Regions from separate parts of the Mus musculus genome. Here all the other regions are linked to region 1. The links are chromatin contacts, called in public HiChIP or PLAC-seq and promoter capture Hi-C maps. All regions are on one chromosome and are shown on one strand. The core of a region is the stretch at or near the end of the contact, and the rest is flanking DNA. Distances in the headings are between cores, read along the strand shown.

The links. Promoter capture Hi-C pulls out the DNA fragments that hold promoters and counts their contacts. HiChIP or PLAC-seq counts read pairs in DNA pulled down with a chosen protein or histone mark.
Region 2: a contact with region 1 is called in a promoter capture Hi-C map of pre-B cells, with 5 times the contacts expected there. The contact joins the promoter of Exoc2 here to the promoter of Serpinb1a in region 1. A contact is called at or near these places in 2 of 39 promoter capture datasets (liver and pre-B cells).
Region 3: a contact with region 1 is called in a promoter capture Hi-C map of pre-B cells, with 6 times the contacts expected there. The contact joins the promoter of Psmg4 here to the promoter of Serpinb1a in region 1. A contact is called at or near these places in 6 of 39 promoter capture datasets (the 3T3-L1 cell line, 3T3-L1-derived adipocytes, hippocampal neurons and 2 more) and 2 of 115 datasets of contacts at active chromatin or transcription factors (large pre-B cells and stem cell-derived neural progenitor cells).
Region 4: a contact with region 1 is called in an H3K4me3 HiChIP or PLAC-seq map of pro-B cells, with 5 times the contacts expected there. The contact joins the promoter of Tubb2b here to the promoter of Serpinb1a in region 1. A contact is called at or near these places in 3 of 39 promoter capture datasets (the 3T3-L1 cell line, the SN4741 cell line and hippocampal neurons), 1 of 15 datasets of contacts at CTCF or cohesin (large pre-B cells) and 2 of 115 datasets of contacts at active chromatin or transcription factors (large pre-B cells and pro-B cells).
Region 5: a promoter capture Hi-C map of pre-B cells shows a contact between it and region 1, with 4 times the contacts expected there. The contact joins the promoter of Bphl here to the promoter of Serpinb1a in region 1. A contact is called at or near these places in 9 of 39 promoter capture datasets (the 3T3-L1 cell line, cranial neural crest, embryonic stem cells and 5 more), 2 of 115 datasets of contacts at active chromatin or transcription factors (forebrain and large pre-B cells) and 1 of 9 other capture datasets (macrophages).
Region 6: an H3K27ac HiChIP or PLAC-seq map of large pre-B cells shows a contact between it and region 1, with 10 times the contacts expected there. The contact joins the promoter of Nqo2 here to the promoter of Serpinb1a in region 1. A contact is called at or near these places in 11 of 39 promoter capture datasets (the 3T3-L1 cell line, the SN4741 cell line, cranial neural crest and 6 more), 2 of 15 datasets of contacts at CTCF or cohesin (large pre-B cells and pro-B cells) and 2 of 115 datasets of contacts at active chromatin or transcription factors (embryonic fibroblasts and large pre-B cells).
Region 7: a promoter capture Hi-C map of pre-B cells shows a contact between it and region 1, with 3 times the contacts expected there. The contact joins the promoter of Foxc1 here to the promoter of Serpinb1a in region 1. A contact is called at or near these places in 11 of 39 promoter capture datasets (the 3T3-L1 cell line, the C10 cell line, cranial neural crest and 6 more), 1 of 484 Hi-C or Micro-C datasets (myocytes) and 2 of 115 datasets of contacts at active chromatin or transcription factors (astrocytes and bone marrow-derived macrophages).

What each region holds. Positions count from the first base shown.
Region 1 is chr13:32,849,572-32,852,838 of GRCm38.p6, forward strand. Serpinb1a (serine (or cysteine) peptidase inhibitor, clade B, member 1a) reads right to left here and starts at 1,614. Exons shown (of 7, transcript NM_025429.2): 1 at 1,571-1,614; 2 at 668-843. The coding sequence starts at 835.
Region 2 is chr13:30,972,247-30,975,513 of GRCm38.p6, forward strand. Exoc2 (exocyst complex component 2) reads right to left here and starts at 1,801. Exons shown (of 28, transcript NM_025588.2): 1 at 1,750-1,801.
Region 3 is chr13:34,161,159-34,164,425 of GRCm38.p6, forward strand. Psmg4 (proteasome (prosome, macropain) assembly chaperone 4) reads left to right here and starts at 1,806. Exons shown (of 3, transcript NM_001101430.2): 1 at 1,806-2,091. The coding sequence starts at 1,918.
Region 4 is chr13:34,128,538-34,131,804 of GRCm38.p6, forward strand. It overlaps Tubb2b (tubulin, beta 2B class IIB), which reads right to left and starts at 1,817. Exons shown (of 4, transcript NM_023716.2): 1 at 1,640-1,817; 2 at 709-817; 3 at 335-445. The coding sequence starts at 1,696. Gm36500 (a long non-coding RNA gene) reads left to right here and starts at 1,941. Exons shown (of 3, transcript XR_873221.3): 1 at 1,941-3,267.
Region 5 is chr13:34,036,099-34,039,365 of GRCm38.p6, forward strand. Bphl (biphenyl hydrolase-like (serine hydrolase, breast epithelial mucin-associated antigen)) reads left to right here and starts at 1,543. Exons shown (of 7, transcript NM_026512.1): 1 at 1,543-1,671. The coding sequence starts at 1,565.
Region 6 is chr13:33,963,023-33,966,289 of GRCm38.p6, forward strand. Nqo2 (N-ribosyldihydronicotinamide quinone reductase 2) reads left to right here and starts at 1,637. Exons shown (of 7, transcript NM_001163241.1): 1 at 1,637-1,778. It also overlaps a transcript of Serpinb6a not described here.
Region 7 is chr13:31,804,949-31,808,215 of GRCm38.p6, forward strand. Foxc1 (forkhead box C1) reads left to right here and starts at 1,698. Exons shown (of 1, transcript NM_008592.2): 1 at 1,698-3,267. The coding sequence starts at 2,260.

The DNA of each region.
Region 1 (3,267 bases), core at 364-2,863:
TGGCAGAATTCCCCTCTCAGAATTAAGGAACACCAAGAGCAGAAGTGCCCTTCATACCCATTAAGGAAGACTAGGCAGCTGTGGGGAGAGATGCAAAGGTGACCTGCTGTCTCCCAGGGGTGGACTGAGAGGAGGTAGGACCTGTCCAACAGGCCACAGGGACTTTACAATCCCTCCTCCTGCAGAGCCACAGCCAGTGAAATCAGGCTGGAGAGAGGCACAGGGCTAACCCTGGGAACATAGACAGGTGGCTGTCTTTACCTTTTGTCCCCATAAAAAAACCACCACCACCAAGCTCTCTTCCTGTAGCATGTTCTTATATTTGTCATGCCTGAAGGTGACCCTATTACTGGCATGATTTATGAGTAGTGGTTATCAGTGCAAAAGGAAAACAGGAAACAGCTAGCTCTGGGGAGGTGCAGGGCTAGCTTACCTGAAAGCCTGTGATTCACTCTTGTGAATGGGAGAACCAAACCCACAGGTAGTGTCATTGTCTTTCTTCACTTTGTGTCCCCAACTGAACAGAGACTCTGCCCTAATCTCACTTAAAGTTGGTAGTGAATGAAGAACTGACTGTTTTGGGGGTGTGGCTCTCTGAAAGTCTGACTGTACCATCTAACAAGCATGGAGATGGCAGGGAGAGCTGGCCAGTTTGGCTTTTGCTAACCTTAGAAAGCTGAGCTGCAGTGCTGCCTTTGGCCCCCAGAATGACCATGGCCAAGGCAGAAGAAATGCTGAAGGGAGAGAAGAAGATGTTTCCTGTGGGGCTGCTTTCATTCAGGGTTTGGAACAGCTCCAAGGCGAAGAGGGTGTTGGCTGAACTCAGCTGCTCCATGGTGAAGTCTGCAAAAGAGGGGAGATCAGCACTGCCAGCTACAACACCAGCAACACTACCTACCTCAGCTCTGACATCCACCCCTAGGACCCTACAGTTTGGAATTCCTACCTCATCCTGTTTTTCCTAAGAGGGCAAGCATACTACTTCAGTTCTCCATGCCTGAGATCAAGGCTGAAGTCTCAGCTGGAGTGAAATATGCGAATTTGAGAATGCCACTCAAATAAGTAAGATGTGGGTGACAGGGAAGAGGAACACTCCTCTGTGTCCCTTTTGCAAACAAGCTGATTCCTGCAGTGGGTAAGCAAGCCCTGCTTGAGGCTCATCTGCTAATCCAGCTGGGTCCCAAACTCAGAGCTCCAGTTTGTCCAAGTACAGGCTAATCACAAATGTGTGTCCCTGGCTGTTTAGCTACCCGGGCCACATGGAGTTCTCATTGTTGAGGATCTAGGATCTCACCAGCTTCCTTCCCTCCCAGCCTCCCTGCAGCCAGGATTGACCGTATGAAGCTCAGGGCACTGTCTCCCAGATCAAGGTTCAAAAAGAAAGCCGAGGGAAAGAAAAACTAGGATCACCTTCCTCCCTCGGGCCCGCGGCCTGGAGTAGGGTGCAGTTGGGGATCCACAGAGCATTTTCTGGTTACATCTTGGGTGAGGGTGAGGTACCAGGAACGTGCTGGTTCCTGGAAGAGGTGCCAGCTTCCTCCCTCCTTGCTATGACCCCTGAGAATCTTACCTCTTGCTTAGCAGGTCTGGCTCCACTTACAGCTAGGATGAAGTGCTCAGAGCCAGCTGTTGCCTTTATAGCATGCAGAAGGGGCGTGTCTTCCTGGCAAGCCCAAGCTGGGTGGAGGCGCCTTTTCTTGGCTGAGTGTTTAAAACCCGACCTTGGAGGGCTGTCAAAATAAAAGCAGAAGATTGTGGCCACTCTCAAGGGGACTTTACTTTCCTCAGTTGCAGGCCTTTTTATTATTATTATTATTATTATTATTATTATTATTATTATTATTATTTCTTTAAGCAGAGATCTGGTAAGTTATTTCTTCCTCAGCTGCAAATGGCCAAGAGAATAAATAAATGTCCTTTCTTCCAGGTCAAAAGATACCTTCTTGAATTCCACTGAAACGCTGTAAAATCAAAAGGAATCCTTTCTGTGCGGTATGTAGGTAGGGATGGAGAAATATCTTTGGGGTCCTTTGGATAAGGTCCCAGATTGCCAGTTACAAGCAATAGGTGATCCTTGTCTTCTCTGCCTTTCAGGTGCCAAGGCTAGCTCAGGGACCACACCAGGCTGGAGAAGCCCTCAACCCACAATTCCCCACTATTAGACTAAAAGTTTGGACAAATCCCCTCACTATGCAACTTAAATTAGAATTGACTAGCCCAGGCCATTGTTAACTTGATGGGCTCAGCTTTATTCTCCTTGAAGTGTTTGGAACTGTAAATTCACAGAACTTTTAGTGCTTCTTGTCTTTCTTCAGAGGACAAAGGAAGAATCCTACTGTAGGTGAGGGTCACAACACATGGATTAGTGTTTGTTAGACTCGGGAACTAAAAGAGGAGAAAGGAAGATGGGGAGGTGGGTCAGCACGTCTCTTGAGCACTCCCGTGTTGGATATAATGCCTATTGTGAGGTATCAGAAGATAGAAACTTCGTGTGTGGTGTTTGGGAGGTGAGGACTTTGAGAAGTGATTAAGATTACACAGGGTTCTCAGGGTGGGGACGCCTGACTGAATTCCAGAATATCATCTTCATGACCACTAGGTGGCGAGCACGCCCCAGCTCTTAAGGACTATGACTCCAAGCTTTAATAAGAGAAGGAGAGATGAGAAGATCAGAAGAGATAGATCTGCGCTCCTTTTTTCCCCCCTATGATACCTTGATGCCTTACACTTTCTGGGACCTTGTCTAGATGAAGGCTAGTTCAGATGCTGAGTCTTGAACATGGAGAATTCATAATTATCAAGCCACAAATGTTTTACTATAACAACATAAATGGACATAGTCCTTTTCACATACAAAATATATTCATCCATGTAGCTCAACGTTATTCTAGTATTACCAGAATCAGAAATGAAATTCAAAATATCCCCAGTGAGCCCGTGGAGTCAAATAAGTTAGTTTCTTCTGAAATAAAATGGGACCAGCTTAGAACAGAATTTCCTTTTTAAAAAAATCAGTGACAAGGAAAAAGTGGTAGGTCCTACAGACTTTCAAAGTCCAGCATTACAAGCACTGGGACAACTTGAGGCTTGAATACCACCATTACACCTCCCTGTTTCTACAGTCAGACAGGGCAGGGTCATGGATGTCCAAGGCTCTGGTGGACTTCAACCCCATAACCACCAGATGTCGATGACGCAGCAGCCCTCATGGGCTGAGTCCAGTGCTTGTGGCTTTCCCAGGCTGCTGAAGTCTGTAATAATGCTCTG
Region 2 (3,267 bases), core at 551-3,050, 1.9 Mb before region 1:
GCTTACAGATGAAGAGCCTTGTTGTGAAAGTGAGTCACTAGGGGGTGGGGACTTGAGGTTTCAGAGCCCAGCCCCACATCCTGACTTCTATCTGCTTCCTGTTCCTGAGGGGTCCCAGGGCACAGTCCTGCCACTATGAGGCAGCCTCACTAGCATAGGCTATATAACTCCAATCTATAAACTGGAGTGAGACCTTCTTCCCTTAAACTGCTTAGCAGGTACTTGGTTACAACACTGAAAAAACTAACACACTACATATATACATACATACATACAAACAAATATATACATATATACACACATACATATATGTGTGTATACATATATGTGTGTATTCATATATGTATATATGTATGTGTATATATGTATATATTATGCATATGTATATACGTATATACACACACACAAACAAAATGTTCTGTTCTTAAAGGAGAAAAATGGTTTTATTACAGAAAACAAAGACTATTCACATTTCCCTACTGGCATTCTTCAGCATGTAATCACCAAGTGATTGGGTCTTTAAATCGTGTTGTGTCCGAATTTTAATCTGAAAAACTGGTTTTTACGTTGCTGATTTGAAGTTCTAAAAGATCACCAATGGATTCGGCTTGGGAGTAAGGACAAATTTGCAACAATCTCCAAAATGTTTCTAACTGTCCTTCTACCACTGTGTACTATGTATTTGTATGTAGAACTGCTCTTCCTACCGATGATTAGAAAATTAAAATAATCAATCAGCTCTGGAAAGCCCTGAAGATGCTCAGTGTCCCGTAGTTACAAATATTAAACCAAGACTTAACTATGTATGTGAAAAGAACCGAGTTATCCAACTCTATGCTTTCATCTTTAATAAATGGTAAGTTTGATGTATACAAAAATTGTCCTAAAATAAAAAGCTTTGTGATTTACAGATAGTGAATACATAGATTGTCTACCTATTTTATAAACTTACATATAAAACCATGGAAATTCTTTATAAATTTTTGGTGGCAAAAGTTGAAGAAGCCCCATACTAGAATACAGCCTTTACAAATGTTTTGAATGTAATCTTCAAGGTATCACCTTTTGGAAGGTAATAGTTCAAAATGTCTGGTACAGTAAATTAAATAATTGAAAAAGAAAAAAAAAGGACTACTTTCTAATAACTCCAAAAATTGTTTCCAACAAACAGAGGTTCCCCTGCTTAAAAATACTGTCTACTGTGTCAAACAAAAGAGAACATGTAAGAGGCAAGCACACATCAGCGTCTTTCTGTCACCTTTCGAATCACAAATTGTTCACACTTAGATCATTCTTGTTTTGACTTTCAGTTCCTTGCCATTGGGGGAATCTGTTACCAAGCCTGGGCCATCACAAGCTAAGCTTTATAAACAAAGTTAGTAGAGAGATAACCAGTTGCCATTAGTGTTTTTAGTGTAAGGCATTCAAATGGCCGAATGGAGGTGTGGCTGAACCCGCACTTGCTGCTCCCAGAGTAGTAAAGGAAACCATTCAAGCTTCCCGTCCACGTTAGCGCGGGGGACTTAAACAGATTCCAAGCAGACCCTGCACACCAGCCGCTCCTCCGGGTCCAGCCCGGCGGCCTGCGCGGAGGCGGGTGGGGAAGGCTCGGCCCGCGGCTCCCACACTCAGCCCCGCGCCCCGGGTCCCTCACCGCGCCTCCCCAGGTCGCCCAGCCCCGACGGTCCCGTGCCACCGCGGAATTCCACTCCGGACCCGGGGCGTCCTCACCCAGGACGCGACACTCACCTGCAGCTTGCAGGCGGTGTCAGGTCCCAGCCAACCGGTTCCAGGCCGCCGCAGCCAGCACTAGGGCCGCACTTCCGCACGCCGCGAGCGCCGAGCGCGTCGATCCGCCGCCTAGCCGAGCACCGAGTGCTGGATGGACCGCCTCTTCCCAGAGGGGAAGGAATAGAAGGAGGACCAGACTATGGAGAAGGGAAGTTAGAGGATATCGACGGCATGGAAGTGGACAGAGAGGGAAGAAAGGGAAAGTGGGGAGGGAGGAGGAGAGAAGGGTGGAGAGGTGGAAAGGAGAAGAGGAATTGATGGGAAAGGGAGAAAAGAAGGAGGGAAGCAGAAAGGAGGAGAGGGAGAAAGTGGAAGGGTGGAATTCGGGGAGGAAAAAGAGGGGAGGGGTAAAGAGGATACAGTCGGTTAGAGTCACAGTAGATGTTGCCCAAGAGTCCACAGCGGTCAGGGATCAGCACCAGGTCAAGAGGCAAACCTCAGTCAAAGGACTGCATCTAGCCAGGAGTGCCCGCCTTATTAAGATTTCTCACAGGTCAGAGCTTTGGGGTCCCAAGGGTCTGAGTGGCAAATTGATTTGCAAACTCACAAGACCCCCATATTATAGAAACGACTGCTATCTACAGCCCATAAGCCCTAAGGTTTGAAGGTACCCTCCTGTGGACTCTGGAGATGGCCAGCTGAACTGAAGCAGACATATCCCTGTGGCTTCCTCTGTAGCAGGAACGAAGGACAGTGATCTTCAGCAGAGGATAATGGCAGAAGCATAGGGTCTACCTGTGGTTGTGTTGCCATGACTGTGGAGAGAAGTAGCTACGGGGTGCCCATTATCTAAGACCAATAACAGCCTAACCTTTCTAATGCTGAGACCCTTTAATACAGTTCCCCATATCGTGGTGACCCCCAACCATAAAATTATTATGTTGCTACTTCATAGCTGTAATTTTACTACTGTTATGAAGGCAATGTAAATATCTGTTTTCCGATGGTCTTAAACAACCCCTGCGTGAAGATCATTCCCCCAGGGGGGTTAAGAGCCACTGGCCTAAGCTATTTTTTTTTCAGATATCTTTCTGTGAAGCATACCTTATGCTTCATTCAGTACATACACTGAAGAGGGTGTCGTACAGGCACTATGAATTAAGAGATATTGTATGGCTTCATTTTTCTCTCCTATTTGTGAGAAGATACGTCAAAGTGTTTCCAGACCATCCATTTTGAAGATCAAGGGAACACTCTTTATTCGTGAGCAAGAGACTTGGCAGCAGAGGTCCTAAGGAAATACTGTAAGAAATCTCTGGCAGTCACGGAGCCTTTCACTGTGAAACAAAACCCTTCAGGTCTCAGTGACATGCCATTTGTCAGGTAAGGCTGCCTATCATCAAAGCCAGAATGGTGGCTCTGGAAAACTCACAGAGTTTTCCCTGGATCAAAAAAAAATAATAATAATAAATATACTATGCTAGTGAAACAGAAACACTCAGAAGAGGAAAGAGACTCTTTTGTTAACATAAAGAA
Region 3 (3,267 bases), core at 556-3,055, 1.3 Mb after region 1:
TGAAATATGGGCAAATAGTCATGTTAATGTTAATAATTATACTTTAATAAAGCTGTCAAAATATGACCAGATTCACTGATAATTAGCAAATGGAAACAGAGTATAAAGAACACTCTACTATATTGCTAGTTTTGTGTTAGTAAAATGAAATGTCGGAGGCAATTAACTTTATGAAGAGGAAAGATTCTAGTTTACAGTGCTAGGAGGTTCAAGAATACAGTATCTGTGCTGGCCGAGCTATGGTGAGGACTTCATAGCACAAATGTCACAGGAGCACAAATACAGGAAGAGGTCACAGCCTGAGAAGAGTAGGCAGGAGGAGGATGGGTGTAGCAGGGTGTAGGGGTTGCACGGGTGCTGCTCTGTATTTGAATGCTAAGTGCTGGTCCCCCCAAATCTGGATGCCTCCTGATGAGATCCTCCTGTACCAAATGATGTAAAGCTTGCCCCCCAACTTATTCCTGATTGGCCAATAAAGATGCCTACAGACAAGGCTAGGCAGAACAGAGTGGGTGGAAAAATGGATTCTGGGCTTGGGGTCTGAGATAAGGATGAGGTGGAAGAGAGAGGAAGAAGGAAGGAGGTCACCATGGTGTTGGTAGATCATGGGCACATGGTCAAGAGGACCAGCCTGATGGAGTAGGAATGGCCCAGGCTGAACATGGCCAGTGACATCTCTGGGATCACCATAAGAAAATAGGTAATATAGCATAGAGGGCTGATATCTGCCTAGCTCTAGTGCTTTTAAGCTTATTATAAATCTAAATGTTTCTGTATCTTTTATCTGGTAATGATATGGTCTGAAGTGGGGTAGAAACCCCCAATAGATATTTAAAGGTAACAAGGGGGTGTAGTAACCCCCTCCCCCCAACCCCCAACAATATTAACCACAAAGGCTGGGCTTGTTGCTTTTATAGTAATACCTCAGGAGCTCTATCACAGGAATATTTCCTTTTCCTCAGTGACTTGGGTCTTCCAGACAGGGCCTATCCCCTGATCTCCCATGATATTCCATAATCTATCTCCCTTGGGGACTAAGACATCTCACAGTGGATCCTCGGAGGGTCCCAAACCATACTCAAATCACATCACATTTTAAATCTCAATTTGATCCACTAAGAGTTACAGGAAATTTAAGCAGACTCTTTGCAGTTCCTAGAGTCTCCAAGTCTACTGTAAAAAGCTTGACAAACCGGGCAAGTTTTTACGCCTCTCAACCCACCAAGGGACTCATTCCAAACACTTTAGTGTCCCAGTAATTAAAATTAAAGGGTCCCAGGGCAGATATATCACCACCCTCCACAGGGCTTCCCTCTCTCACATTCTTTCTCAAATCTTAAAGGCTCCCTACTCATATTTCCATTTTGTACTCGAGGAAAGAGAGACAGAGAAGTTAAAGGGTTAGATCAAGACCCGAGCTTTACATGATAGCAGCTCAGGGTGTGCCTGCCTGTCTCTGAAGACCCTGTCCTCCCGCCATGGTCTATGCAGTTCTTTTTTACAGCTTTCTCCCAGGATCATTGCTGTTAAATTATGTTAGCTAGGTTAGAGACTTGCAGAGGTGGGCCTGGGAGGTGGTGGCTGCTAAAGCGCTCAAATTGTGTCCGTGTCTGGGCAAAGGAAGATGCTGAGAGTGGTTTCAGTCCACTAACATGCGCTCCTGGGAAGAAGGAAAAAGGACAGAGGTAGTTCAGTGGGTTCCTAGAGATCGCTGGCAGACTCCTAGGCGAGGCTGAAGGTACCAGGCTAGAGCAGGCGGAGGCCCTGTTCTAGGCCCCGCCCACTCATGCTCGCCCCACCCCACCTCGGCGCGCGCATCTGAAAGTGAAAGAGCGTTCCGCTTTTCGGAGCTCGCTCTCTCTGGTCTGGGAGCCCGCGCCTGCCCGGTCTCGGTGCTGTGGCCCGGTGGCTGGCGGGATGGAGGAGTCTCGGGCCGCTGCGGACGCGGACGTGTCGCTTCACAACTTCAGTGCAAGGCTGTGGGAGCAGCTGGTCCACTTTCATGTCATGCGGCTGACGGATTCGCTCTTCCTGTGGGTGGGAGCAACGCCGCATCTACGCAACCTCGCAGTGGCCATGTGCAGCCGCTACGTGAGTGTGGGCGGGGCCAGGAACTTGATGGCGATCTGGGGGCGGGGCCTAGCCGTAGTTGGGGGTGGGGTTGGGGGGACCGGTGGACCTCAAGGTGAAGGATCTGGGGTAGAGGGTGGGGACCGCTAAGAAGGGTTTGGGAGGAGAGAGACCAGTGGGAGTGAGGCTGGTCGCATGCGGCCCTGAGAGACATTCTTGAGGAGCTTCAGTGTGCCCTGGGGTCCTATTCTGAACACCTCAGGCTGGAGTCTCCTAGGGCTGCTTCTTGACTTGCGGGAACCCCGGAGTCAACCCACACGTGGACCACCTTAAAGGGAACTCATCCCAGCCCCTGAGCTCTGAGCTCACCAGAACATCGGCTCTCCTTGCACCAGCTTCCTGACATGTGCGCGTGCTACGTTTTACATTTTACATTGGGTTTAGACAACTTTTGTATTGAACTTGGAGCTTAGATTTGAGTGTCTGATAGGTACTTGACCAACAAACTCAAACCTTCCCCTTCTGTGACCTTTCATCTCTGTATGGGCAACTCTACCTATTCTGAGTGCTCTCTGGCTGTCTTTGGCCTTTCTTTCTCTCACAGGTCACGTGCCCAGAGCCTCTCCATCTCCAGGATAGGGGGTTGAATCCAAAGCTTTGCATGTGCTATGCAAATGCTCCACCACTGAGTTAAACTGCCTGTCCTCATCTCTTCCTTGAACACACCACTCATATTGGATGAAGGACTTACCTTACCCTCGGATGAGCTCACTTTGTGTGGGGGGCACATGCATATATATGCACCCAAATTTAGGAACATGCATGCACGTATGCATGCATACCATACACACTACATATAAGCAAAAAGATAAAACAATAAGATAGATCAGGGATTGCCATTCCTCTGCTAAAGACCCTTTGAGATGAATTCAGAGTATGATACTGAGTTTCTAGTGATCCCCACAGGGCCTGTTGCTTCTTAGTGTTCTTCCCTGCCCAGTTATTCCAGTAGTACTGGCCTCTGAAGTTTTAGTGATATAAGGTGAGGTTAGTGTCTAGTACCTCTCAGGCTGCTCATTAAGTCACTTGGTGAGTTGTTGAGACCTCTTCAGGGCGTCCTTTAAGTTGTAGCCAGTCAGGCAGTAAGGTCTTACTTCGTAATCAGGTTCTACTAAAACATGGCCACATCTATCTATG
Region 4 (3,267 bases), core at 567-3,066, 1.3 Mb after region 1:
GAGCAAAGGAGGATTAAGTCAGCCATGATTGGGAAAATTCCTTCTTTAAAAAAAAAAAAAAAAAGAATCACCTCTCAGATAAGGCTATTTCAAATTATTATCAAATGGCCAATAAATAATAAAGCAATAAACTATTTGGTTATCAATACAATTATAAATGAGTTAACAGAGCACACCTGCCTTTGAAAAAGCTAAGATGCAATTGCCTCAAAGCCTGATAAGGCTTAGGCGCCACTGCTATGTATGCTCCCTGTCTATCACACTCCTCCACCCTTTGTGCTAGTGATAATTAACACCTTGTGCTCTTCTGTCTTCAGCTATGCCACATACTCACCGAACACGAAGTTGTCCGGCCTGAAGATCTGCCCAAATGGTCCAGACCTGACTGAGTCCATTGTGCCTGGCTCCAGGTCCACCAGGATGGCCCTAGGCACATATTTATTACCTGCAGAAGAACAAGAGCTGGCTTAGCCCTCCAGGCAGTATCTTCTATAGAGTAGGGCTCGGTCCCACCTCCTTCCTGTTTGGTGGTACCCCCAAACAAAGAAAGGTCTATTATGACCAAGCTTTCAAAGGGTTTGGTTGGCACAGAAGAGGCTACCCCACCCCAAAAATGGTCATCCTAAAATAAGCCACCTTCTCCTGGGTTCAAATAAGAGCAGAGCTTAGGGATGCCAGAATTGAAGATGGGGTGTTAAAAGTAATTACCAGTTGCTTCATTGTAGTATACATTGATTCTTTCCAGTTGCAAATCACTGTCTCCATGGTAACTTCCAGTGGGGTCTATACCATGCTCATCACTGATGACCTCCCAAAACTGTGACATAAAAAGACTGTATTTAGCTATGCACAACCCTACCCCCAATCTCAATGAGCAGCCCCCCCATCACCCACAGTTTTGACAACAGGACGTTGCCGAAGCTTTAATGAGTGGCATGACCCAGGCACAGCCTTAGGGCTTGCATTGTAGAGGATCAGAAAGTTGAAACTGGGCGGTTTCCCATGAGAACAGCTGCTCTCAGCAGGAGGTAGGGTGTGTGTGTGTGTGTGTGTGTGTGTGTGTGTGTGTGTGTGTGTGTGTGTGTGTGTGTGAAAAAACAGCCCAAGCTGGGTTGGCAAGTCACAGCCACCACTGGCAGCTGGAGACAAACGCGCTGGGACTATAGGCAAGGAGAAAAGGGGGCCGGCGGGGAGAGTGAAGCGAGGAAGCTGTAGGGTGATGTTTTAAATTCAAAGCACGTTCAGTGACCGTCTGGCAATCGTTCTTCCTCCCCTCCCCCGCAGCTCGCCTGGTGATCAAGCGAGTAAAATCAATTCTCCTGTGTCGCGGCCCCTCCCTAAGACCGGCATGCACAGCCTAGCAGACACACCCACGTCTTCTTTAGGCACTCGTGGCTATTAGGGAGGAAAGAAAATGGGGCAGCTCAAATTCCGAATAGTTCCAGGAAAAATGAATGAGACCCCTTTGCTTTAAAGTCTCCTCTGAGACCACGCCCATCCGACTGCACAAAACCGCAAGTCAGGTCCGCCGTTGGTGAGTCCTGGTATTTACCTAGAGCCGCGCCTCATTTTGGACCCCACCTATCCCGAGGGGAGCTCCGTTAGGGTCCCTCCCTCACCCCCTAAGCAGTGAACCCACCTTGGCACCGATCTGGTTGCCGCACTGGCCCGCCTGAATGTGCACGATCTCTCGCATGGTGCCTGGTTAGCTTCTTGCTGTCTTGGGTCTGTGTCAGTGGGTCTGATGATCCTCCCCTTCCACACCCACTGCTGGGCCACCTGGAACTTACTCCGGAACCGACGGGCTACGGGCTGAGGGCGAGGGCCGGGTGGGTTCGGTCTTTTATGTAGGGAGGGTGGGGCGAACCAAAAAGACCGCGCCCCCCAGCCAAAGCCCCCAGTCCCGTTCTCGCTAGCGCTCTCCAGGCCGGGTTGACGTAATGCTCTGAGCCCCAGGGACGGTCTTGGGGGCTGGACTATGGGCTTGTGGCCAATCAGCGCGGGCGTGAAGACCTTGCGAGGAGTGGGGCTTCTTGGGAGAAGCTGGGGCCTGAGCATTGTCTCGGACTTGAGAAGGGCAAGCTGAGTGTGGGGAACTGGGAACTGGGAGCGTGAAGACTGCGGTAGTGTGGCGGGGCGGGGTGATTTAGTACCATAGGCTGGGGATGGAGAAGGGGCTGCTAATGGGTGGGTGCAGCAGGTGCAGTCCGGTGTTGCGAGTGAGCACTGGTAGGGAGCTTTAGGGTCATTTGCGTTACTTGAGCAATTCCTCTTCTTACTCTGAGCAGGCTTCGCCAAGCCAAAGCACTTGGCGAGAGTAGTGCCTCATTCTTCATCCCTGGAGGTCAATGTCTGTCCAGGCGCACACGCCCATTACATACAACTTTAGGAAAAGACTAGTGATCCTACGAAAGCGAGTGTAATTGGAAAAAAGAAAAATCCAAAAGATCATAACTTTGGACACTTTGGAGCATCTTAGACTTGCCTTTGTCTTTATTGACTATGCTTGTTCCTCTGCTATAGTAGCAGCATTTAGTGGTAGAAGGACCTCTGAGCCTAGCCCTGCCTCGCACACTCCAAGAATACTGTGCTCGCTGCCTGATACCAAAGACTCCTTTCACCCTGTGATTGGCTTTTGTTCCTCCTGAGTGATGGGGTGGGTGTGGCAGGCCGCAGTGTGTGAACTGTGTTGCCGGCAGAGTGAGGGTGGAGTCCTGGGGGCGGGTCTGTCAGGGAAACAAAGGAGTTCACAAAAGCGTGGGATGTATTCCACAACTGAGTGTTTAAAAGCCAGTCAGGCGCTGTCCTTCCAGTATTTAGTTCATCCGTTGTTAGAAAAGAAGGTTCTGAGAACCTTCGACGCCTAGAGCATTCTTACCTTCATTTGCAGTGACTAAGAGGTCCCAGCCTTGGTGCTGCGGATGGAGAGGAGGGGGACACGCCTAAAAACTGCAGCGCGGTGAGCTAGCCAGAGACCACCGCAGACTCAGGCGCACTCACATCAGCGCGTGCGCAGACGCGATGCATCAGCTCTCCCTTCAAACCCGCATTTTCTAGGTATTCGAGGAAGAAACTGATCCCTTTGTGAGCGTATGTGAAATAAACCTGTGTGCTCTGAGGGAGAGAAGAAGAAGGGTGTCAGAGTATGTTCCCTGCTATCCCAGGTTGAAGGTCACTGCTTCCCTACGCGGGGCTAGTGGTTTAGGAGGTGATGTGACCCCTTTTATTCTCTAAGGAGTGAGGCCCAAGTGACTCAGGGTCACACTA
Region 5 (3,267 bases), core at 293-2,792, 1.2 Mb after region 1:
TGCCTCTGCTGTATTTTGCTGCATCCCCAGCACTTGGGAGGCTGACACAGGAGGATCAAGCATCCAAGGCTAGCCTCACCCTAGGCTTCTCTATGGTATAAGCAGTATACAAAGATATCTAAAGGGTTGACAACCAGATTGTGGCTAAAACTGAACCACTTAATCTGATAATGTTTTATAACTGCTGACAATATTTTTAAAAAGGGCCTTAGAAGGTGAGGTAGGGGAAGAGGGGAAGAAATCAAGGTTCCCTTCATGGTTTTATCGCTTCAAAAAATGGGGTGGGGTTAAAATGGAGGACAGACTCAATGACATTTACAAATAAGTGATTATAAAGAGTTAAGAGCTAGTGTAATTGTAGTAAGAGGTATGATGTTTTCATATAGCATTAGGAAGCTAAGCCGACCTGAATACCCCTCCACAGCTCTGTGAGCCAAGCCTTTCTAACTTCTCTTCCCACTGTTTCCTCGTCTATAATCTGGGGTAAGAAGTATGGATGGAGAAGGAGCATATACTAATTAAAAATATAGTGACACACTTTAAGGCACCTGGCACAAAAATGACTAGTTTTTGGTATGAAGTATTGAAAGCTCCCTCCCCCCCCATTACTGGGACTAGTCATTGCTGGGTAATTGGATCGTGAGGACTCTGACTTAATCAATGGAGTTATCTATTAATGGATTCATAGTTTGTTGGTATTATTGGAAGATATAGGAGGTGGGGCCTGACTACAAGAAGCAGGTCACTGGGAGCATGCATGTCTTTGAACAATTTTTCCTTTGAACAGTTTCTTCCAGTTCTTTCTCTTCTCCCTCTCAGCCTGTTAAGTGCTCTTAACACTTAAGTGCCTCCGCTCCCACCATGCACTGCCTTTCCTCGGGCCCAAAGAAATGGGTCCGGATGACCTTGAGCTTAGAGCTCTGAAACCATGAACCTTTCCCCCTTTTACATTGTTCTCAAATGTTTGTCACAGTGGTGCATAAAGCTAACACAGCAAGATGTACAAATGATGAGTTCTTAAGACGTGCATAATAAATGTTGCTCTAAGTAACCTAAAGGCTTGCTACCATTATGCTTAGCATCAAGGGACCAGGGCTAGATAATGTGGGAAGTGGGACATAGTCAGGTGTAGTGATGCAGGCCAGATGTCCCAGCATGAGTCAGGAGGATCAGGAGCTCAAGATCAACATCAGCTAGAGTTCTAGGCCAGCTTGAGCTTTCCTTCCTTAACAGAGGCAGGATGGTCTGCTGTGCACTTGTCTCTCAGAGGCTCTGCTTAGATACCCTTTAGGTGAAGGCAGCACAGCAGGTGGCCCCGCCGACCCATATCCTTGGACTCCTTGGCAGTTGCAAGCAAGGAGCAGTGCCTACTGAACTGTCCACCCTGAGAGAGCTAGGACTAGAAGGACACGCTCTGTTTTTGTTTCTGGGCAGGCCTGACAAGGAGCAGAGCGAGCTCCAGCAAGGCACAGCGGGCCAGGGGCGGGACTTCGAGCTTAGCACTTGAAGGGTGGCATCCAGCCGGGCGCATGCGCGTTCCATGGAGCTTGTGCGACCTGGAGCTATGGCGACCGCAACAGTTCGCCCGGCGGCCCAGCGGTTGCGGCTGCTCCTCTCGCCCCTGAAATCCCGGATCTGCGTACCCCAGGCCGAACCCGTAGCCACCTTCGGGTAATGGCGTGCTCGGGGCAGCGAGGGCCACTGGCCGGGGAGGGATACGGACGCCTGGCGTTGTCGGCCCTTCCTTGCTCAAACCCCACGTCCAGATCCCGCAGAACTGGTGTGCGAGCACTTTGATGCCTGGGGTTAGGTTCTACGTGCTGGGTGGTGGTCCAGCCTCCTCAGTGCACAGGGAAGGAACTGGGGAGGAAGGAAGGGGTGGGGGGCTTGCTGGCCTCTTAGCCATTTGCTGGGAACAGTAATTATTCCTGCCAAATCAGAAATCTGCCTAACCTGCTTCAGTGGCAGGCAGGGCCCAAGTTTCCTGAGTCCTTTTGCTTGCTAATTTTAAACTTAAGTGTGCAAGACAATCTGCTTGGGAACCTGTGTAAATTCAAAGTCCCAGGTTCCCCTGCCAGAGAGTCGAGTGTGTGTGTGTGTGTGTGTGTGTGTGTGGTGATGGCCAGGACACCGAATCTTCACTTCTATTTCCCTCTACACTACACTCCAGCCCTTTGCTAAAATAATAACATTCATGGAGACCTGCTGTCTTGAAAATGGGTGCACGGTCTCAAGAGAATGTAAGCAGAAGATGTGGATAGAGCAGGCTGAAGTTGTGCGCATCCCTCCATGTTATACACATGCAGACATAGGCAGTGGTCGTGTGCAGTTTACTATCGGTGGGCCATTGACAGTAGTAACGAGCATTTGGAACTTTATTAGACCTGATGTGGAAACCAATCGTTTGAGCATATAATCTGGAAGTAGAAAGAACGGAAAAGCGACCCATTTTTTTGTTTGTTTGTTTGTTTGTTTTTAAACATTAGTAGCATGATTGTGTAGCTCTCTTAGTCTATATCCAATTCAGATTTCTTCTCTCATATGACTTTAACAACTTTTTAAATATACACGTTGGAAAACATATCAGTGACTCTGGTTGTATAAATTGCTAGTGAAGAGGCATGTTATCCCGTTTCCTGATTGCAAAAAGGGCTTGAACGAGGCTACTAAGGTTGTGTTAATGTCATGCTCATCGGCAACTTAATGGCTGTTGAGAGTCTCATTCACTTAGCTGCACTGGAGACCACTCTTCCTAAAAGATCTCTGCTAAGGTTTCCCTTAGTCTCACCCTGCATTGTTTTAGAAATACAAACGGCCTGTAACCTGAGAAACAGCTCCAGGTGGTTAATCCTGAAGCCAGGCTGCAGCCTCAGCCGCAACAGTCCCATGAAAACCTCTTCACAGCCAGTGTCCAGCCCGCAGGTAGCTGAGTTATGCACCACAGAGTTTCTTGTAAATCTGATACTTGGAACTTTGACCCTTTCCTTACTTCATGATCTCTGTGATCTGTTGAAAAGTCATTTTTTCTGTGGGGAGTTGTATGTCCGTTCTGATGTTAATAATTTACTAAATCTGACAGTCTGAAAACAGTATTTTCTGAGTTAACCTAAGGAGGTCCGGCCAGAGAATCAGGTCCATTCCTTCGCCTCATCGCTGCCTCCACCCCCCGACTTGGCAATGAGACTGAATGCCACTTTTGCCAGGAGATTAAAGAGAATCATGGGCTTTTGAGATCACATAGTCTAAATAACTGTATTATTGACCCTT
Region 6 (3,267 bases), core at 387-2,886, 1.1 Mb after region 1:
GCAACATCAAAGTGACACACATGATTAACTGGAAATCCCTTGGAGCAATATTTATTATCAGTGCATCTCATTTTGATAGCATGACCTAGAGCTGAAAGTCAGCATACAATGACGGTGATCTTATTTGGTTTGCTGTAACTGAAACAATACCAGATGGGCAGAAAGCTCAGTTATTCTATTGAAGATTGTGTTCCTAGTGAACTGTCCTACTGTTCAACTTCCATTCAGCCTACACCATTATGTACACCAGAGAGTACCACTCAGCTTCCAGTCCCGGTCCCGGGCGGGCGAAGAGCAGCTTACGTAGAGTGTGTCTGTGAGTTCTTGTTCACAGATGCTGCTGTACTCCAGTCATGCATGATCCCACAGGGGCTGAGGCACTTACACCTGCATCTCTATTAGAAAATGTAGACCATCTCCAGGCCAAGGCTCACTGGCAGCCCTGACCCTGCCGGGGAATGCAGTAATCCACTTCTTAATATAAGGAAAATGGTAGCAGAGAGATCAGCCATACCACCATTCCTTGAATTGGTAAGATGTCACTGTGGATAGAAAGCCAGAAAACCAACAACACACACACACACACACAATTTTTCACCTAAAGTTCTACCAGCTCCTTTGCCCAGCTTCTGCAACTACTTGGTCTTGCAACATTTTTTTAAAAATTTTTTTTATTAGGTATTTTCCTCGTTTACATTTTCAATGCTATCCCAAAGGTCCCCCATATCCAGCCCCCCAATCCCCTACCCACCCACCCCCCCTTTTTGGCCCTGGCATTCCCCTGTACTGGGGCATATAAAGTTTGTGTGTCCAATGGGCCTCTCTTTCCAGTGATGGCCGACTAGGCCGTCTTTTGATACATATGCAGCTAGAGTCAAGAGCTCCGGGGTACTGGTTAGTTCATATTGTTGTTCCACCTATAGGTTTGCAGATCCCTTTAGCTCCTTGGGTACTTTCTCTAGCTCCTCCATTGGGAGCCCTGTGATCCATCCATTAGCTGACTGTGAGCATCCACTTCTGTGTTTGCTAGGCCCCGCAACATTTTTTAATTAACTATTGTATTTTTACCTATATATCAGTTTCACTGTTTTCTCCATTGACGACATCTGGCAAGAGTGGCTTACCGTGACGTGGACACTGATAGGATAGGCAAAGAATGCATCCTTCAACACAAAGATTGTTCTTTAACTCCTAAATCTTTGCAACCACTACTCTGATTCCCTATTCCTGTAATTTACTCTTTCAAGAAACAGAATCATTAAATACATATTCTTTGGTGATTGGACGCTCTTACTCTGGGAAATTCCCTGAAGACTGGAGCAGGATGTATTCACAACTCATTTCTTTTTTTTTTTTTTTTTTTTTTTTTTTTGATTGCCTAGTAGTACAGTGTTTTTGTGCTGATTTGCCTGGATATATTAGTGCTTGTAGAGGATGAGGTACAAAGCAGGAAGGCACCACTTCCCATCTCCCAGCACAGGCTTTCTGCCAGATGCCGGAAGCAAGGAGAGAAACTGGTTTTGCCCACAACTACTGGAGCCCAGCGTGGGGCAGGAACAGGTCAAGGAGACAGTAGGGGAGGGAAGATTGAAGTCCACTGATTGGGAGTTGTGGGGCGGGTTGTTGCCAAGAAGCCGCTAGAGGTCAGTGTGAGGGCGGGGCCGGGTGGGGAAAACGGCCCTGGGCGCAGCGGCAAAGCGTGCAGGCAAGCTCTAGGCATTCTGGCCCTAGACACTGGCTGTGTCACATTGTGCGTGTGTTCCCTCCAGGAGGCAGAGGTAAGAGTCTGTTCACTGCTTCCCTGGGGCATGCGCGTCCTTTCTGCAAGCAACTTTGGGGACTGGGGGAAATGCAGGACTAAAGAGGTCCCTTCCGGTTTTCAGCTTGCATATTAAACTGTAGACCGGTGTTCCCAGGGTGCCTCGCTCCTCAAGCCTTTAAGTATTTGCAGGCGCGTCCACACTGGGTCCAGGTCCTGCTTAACGTGAATGGTTGCGTTTCGCCAGCCCACTCTTGTATAGTGAGCAGTTGTGAGTCTCTGCATATTTTTTTAGCAAAGGGTAAAAATCGAAGTGAGCCAGAGCGAAGTTTGTGCAGGGTGTCTTCCCTTAGCCTGGCAACTGCGGTTTACTCTGCCTTAAAGAACACTGGCTCAAAGGAAGTATCAGCTTCTGTAACCTTAATGTGAAACTATCGGTTTCAGTAACCTGTAATTTCTGGAAATATAAGTAAGGAAGAGACAGAAGACTGAAACTTTGTGACTCGCAGAAGCCTCTAAGGGAGCATGGAGGGTGGGGGAGAGGAGCGCGATTGAGCAAGAGCACTCTAGAAAAAGATAAACTAAGTGAACACAGAAAGCAGGCAGGCAATGCTGTCACTACAGGATAACATGTCAGCTGTTAGAATGACCACCATAGAGCCTGCCTGTGTAGAAAATGATACAGTAAAACTATCAAAATAACTGCTGGATGTTGAGACATAATTATGCTTATCTCTAAATATCGTGAAGTTCTTTTCATGTGGCTTGTAGGTTAACAACCACACCTCCCCCACAAACAACACAACAGCAAAAACAAAACAAGAAAAAACAAACAACAAAACCTTGGTTAACTTACAGTTTCCACCTAAGGCGAGTAACTGAGAGTGAAAAGCCTGTATCAGGAGATTGTATCTATGTTCGAATTTCTTACTCTTCCGAGAGTTAAGTAAGAGGAAATTTCAACCCCATGCACCCAGCCAGCCACACCCAATTGTAATACAAATTTGTAAACTGAGCTGAGTAGCACAGATGAGGCGGTGAGGCTAGGGGTAGAGTGTAGAGTGTGCCTAGCAGCACTGCAAAGTCCGGACTAAGGCAGCTGTGTGCCTACTTGAGGGAAATCTCGGGATGTGTTTTGCTCATCTACAGTAGTCCTGGGAACCTTTGAAAATGTGTATTAACCTTAGAGCTATCTGCCTAAGATCTTCTGTTATTCTTGGCATAAAATCTTTACTCTGACCTATTTATCATCCCCCCACTCAGGTCCCTGGCTGCATCACCAGCCACTCACTTCAAACCAGAGCCCAGCTAAATAACCTTTCTTGCTGTTTCTTGAACTCTCCAGGTCAGTTCCCACCGGGTGTCTACGTAATGTTTAGTGACTGAGATATGGTAAAGTCACCTGATTAGTGCCCTGCTAGAGTGATGAAACTTTTAATCTGCTCTGTAAACATACATCGTGAATCAAGAGCAGAACTCTGATCGACCTTTCCTAATCTTTCCCCTAG
Region 7 (3,267 bases), core at 448-2,947, 1.0 Mb before region 1:
GGATCAAGTGAGCCCACATTGTGCTAGACCAGGATGCAAACTGCTTGCTTCCCTTTGAGAGAGAGAGAGAGAGAGAGAGAGAGAGAGAGAGAGAGAGAGAGAGAGAGTGTTGTGTTTGTGTGTGAATTCTAGAAACATGAGTCTTCTTTCCTTGATATAAATGCCCATTTTGAAATTACACACATGTATGTATTATGTATGTATGTGCGTATAAGCATATGTTCAAGCAAAACAGAGCTGTGCCTACTGCATAAATAAGCATCTTTATCTACTAAGGGAGAGGTGGTGGTGATGGTGTGTGTGTGTTAGTGAGGGAAAGAAGGTTCAAGTCGGTAAACCTTTTGACTCCCAGCAAGTCCTAGCGTTAAAGATTACCAGAAATCGGAGGAACCGAGGTGAAAAATATTCACAAACACTTTTTCACAGTGTTTCTCTCAAACCCATCTTCTAGCAAACGACCTGGTGCCCACTCTGTCAGATTTTTTTTTTCTGGACCAGTTGCTGAAATACAGGGTTGTTTTTCAGTCAGAGGGAGGCCTATCCTCTCAGATCCTCCAATACCGCCCCCCCACCCCCATCTCTACCCATCCTGTTCTAGTCACCCAGAGGCTGCAGCCTTGAGGTTTAATCACGGAATATCTAGGATCATTCGGGGCTTATCTCTTCAAAATCTTTAAGCCGCCTTGTAGGTGCAATTCTGAACACTTCCTCCAACTCAGACTCTGTGAGACAGCTGCCCTGGAATGGGTAGAGGCTGAGAGTGGCTGGGGGAAGCCTTAAGTTCTTGGGGATATTTACCTGACTCTGCTTCACCACAACTACTAATGTCACCGAGCTCTTTTGAACTTAACTGCCCCTACGAGCCAAAATGTACTGGTCAGGACAGAGGGGCAACGCATGGTTTGTCGAGGAAACTTCTGGAGTCCTCTTAGCCCGAACTCTCTAGCTCTTTTAAGCCCTGGAACGCCTGTGAACCCCGTGCTCCTCAATGTGGCCTACACATTCCATCAGCTTAACACACGTTTGAAGTTCCAAGTTTCTATCCCCTCCGCTTACTGCTAGCAGGGAGTGGGGCGAGGCACCGAAATACCATCTTCTTCCTCACTGGAACCCCGGCGGCTGTAACAGCCTTGGTAACCTAAAGTCGGACTGGAGAACCTGCCTGTGGAGAGCAAATGTGATGTTGGTGTGACCGGTGATAGCAGGGAGAGGGATATTCGGAAAGGAGAGGACAAGGGATGGGCGGAGGGCTGGAAAGGACGGAGAAACTCCCGGCGCTGGAGACAGCACGGTAGAGTAAGGACTGAGGCAGATCCTGTGTGACTCGAGGGCTCCGTGGAGGCCTGGGAACAGTGGACGCAGGAAGGGTCTCCGGGCCGGTGAGGACTCCGAAAGTCCGCAGACCGGGAGAACCGCAGAGTCTGGGAGTGAGTGGGTGGGTGCGGTGGGAGGACCGAGCGCGGGCTGCGGGCAGGGGCGCGGGCGCCGGGCCCGGGCAGCCGGCGCGCGTGTGGTCAGCCCCGCGGTCCTCCAGCCGCCAGGAGCGGGCCGGCAGAGCTCGGCCGCTGGCTCATTCACAGGCGTCTCTCGCCTCCCATTGGCTGCCGCCTCCGTAGTGGGGCGGGGCTCCCCTGCCCGGAAAAAAATGTAACTGCGTAAAAAAGTCCTCGCCTGGGTGACGGATGCTCAAAAGTTCAGAAGTTTTCCCAATGCTTCCTTAAGCGGCCGGCGCAAGAGACTGAGAAAAGGTGACGCGGGGGCCCGGGAAGGCGGCCGGCGCGCTGCCCCCGCCCCTGGTTATTTGGCCGCCTTAGCCAGCAGCCCCGAGCAGTGTCTCCTGGAAGGCGCAGGCAGTGGCGAGCAGGGCGCCTTATTTTTTTTATTTGTTTTTGTTTTTTTTTTTTTTTAATTTTTTTTTAACTTTTGTCTCTTTTTTTGCCCCGACTGCGCCTGGAAGTTGATCCGAACGTTCCTCCGAGGCGGCTTGCAGCGTCCTGGTCTGGCCCTCTCCGGGTGCAGCGACCCTCCCTCGCCGCCCGCGCGGGAACTGAGTGGGCTGCGAGGCGCCAGGCGAGCGCAGGGAGAGGCCGAGCGGCCCAGGGCGCAAGGAGGCGGCCGCGGCCGGGACAGACGCAGCGCGGAGGGGCCCGCGGTAGCTCGGCGCGGCCCGGACTCGGACTCGGCGGCCGGTGCGGCGCGGCCCGGCCCGAGCGAGGGTGGGGGGCGGCGGGCTGCGCCTGGCGGCGGCGAGCCGGGGCCATGCAGGCGCGCTACTCGGTGTCCAGCCCCAACTCCCTGGGAGTGGTGCCCTACCTCGGCGGCGAGCAGAGCTACTATCGCGCTGCCGCGGCGGCGGCCGGGGGCGGCTACACCGCCATGCCGGCCCCTATGAGCGTGTACTCGCACCCTGCTCACGCCGAGCAGTACCCGGGCAGCATGGCGCGCGCCTACGGGCCTTATACGCCGCAGCCGCAGCCCAAGGACATGGTGAAGCCGCCCTACAGCTACATCGCTCTTATCACCATGGCCATCCAGAATGCCCCGGACAAGAAGATCACTCTGAATGGCATCTACCAGTTCATCATGGACCGCTTCCCCTTCTATCGGGACAATAAGCAGGGCTGGCAGAACAGCATACGGCACAACCTCTCGCTCAACGAGTGCTTCGTCAAGGTGCCCCGCGACGACAAGAAGCCAGGCAAGGGCAGCTACTGGACGCTCGACCCGGACTCCTACAACATGTTCGAGAACGGCAGCTTCCTGCGGCGGCGGCGGCGCTTCAAGAAGAAGGACGCAGTGAAGGACAAGGAGGAGAAGGGCCGGCTGCACCTCCAAGAACCGCCACCGCCGCAGGCCGGCCGCCAGCCCGCGCCCGCGCCCCCGGAGCAGGCCGAGGGCTCCGCTCCCGGGCCACAGCCGCCGCCCGTGCGCATCCAGGACATCAAGACGGAGAACGGTACGTGTCCCTCGCCTCCCCAGCCCCTGTCCCCGGCTGCCGCCCTAGGCAGCGGCAGCGCCGCCACAGTGCCCAAAATCGAGAGCCCCGACAGCAGCAGCAGCAGCTTGTCGAGCGGGAGCAGCCCCCCGGGCAGCCTGCCGTCGGCGCGGCCGCTCAGCCTGGACGCTGCAGAACCCGCGCCGCCGCCACAGCCTGCGCCGCCGCCGCATCACAGCCAGGGCTTCAGCGTGGACAACATCATGACGTCGCTGCGGGGGTCGCCGCAGGGTTCGGCCGCTGAGCTCGGTTCCGGCCTCCTGGCCTCGGCG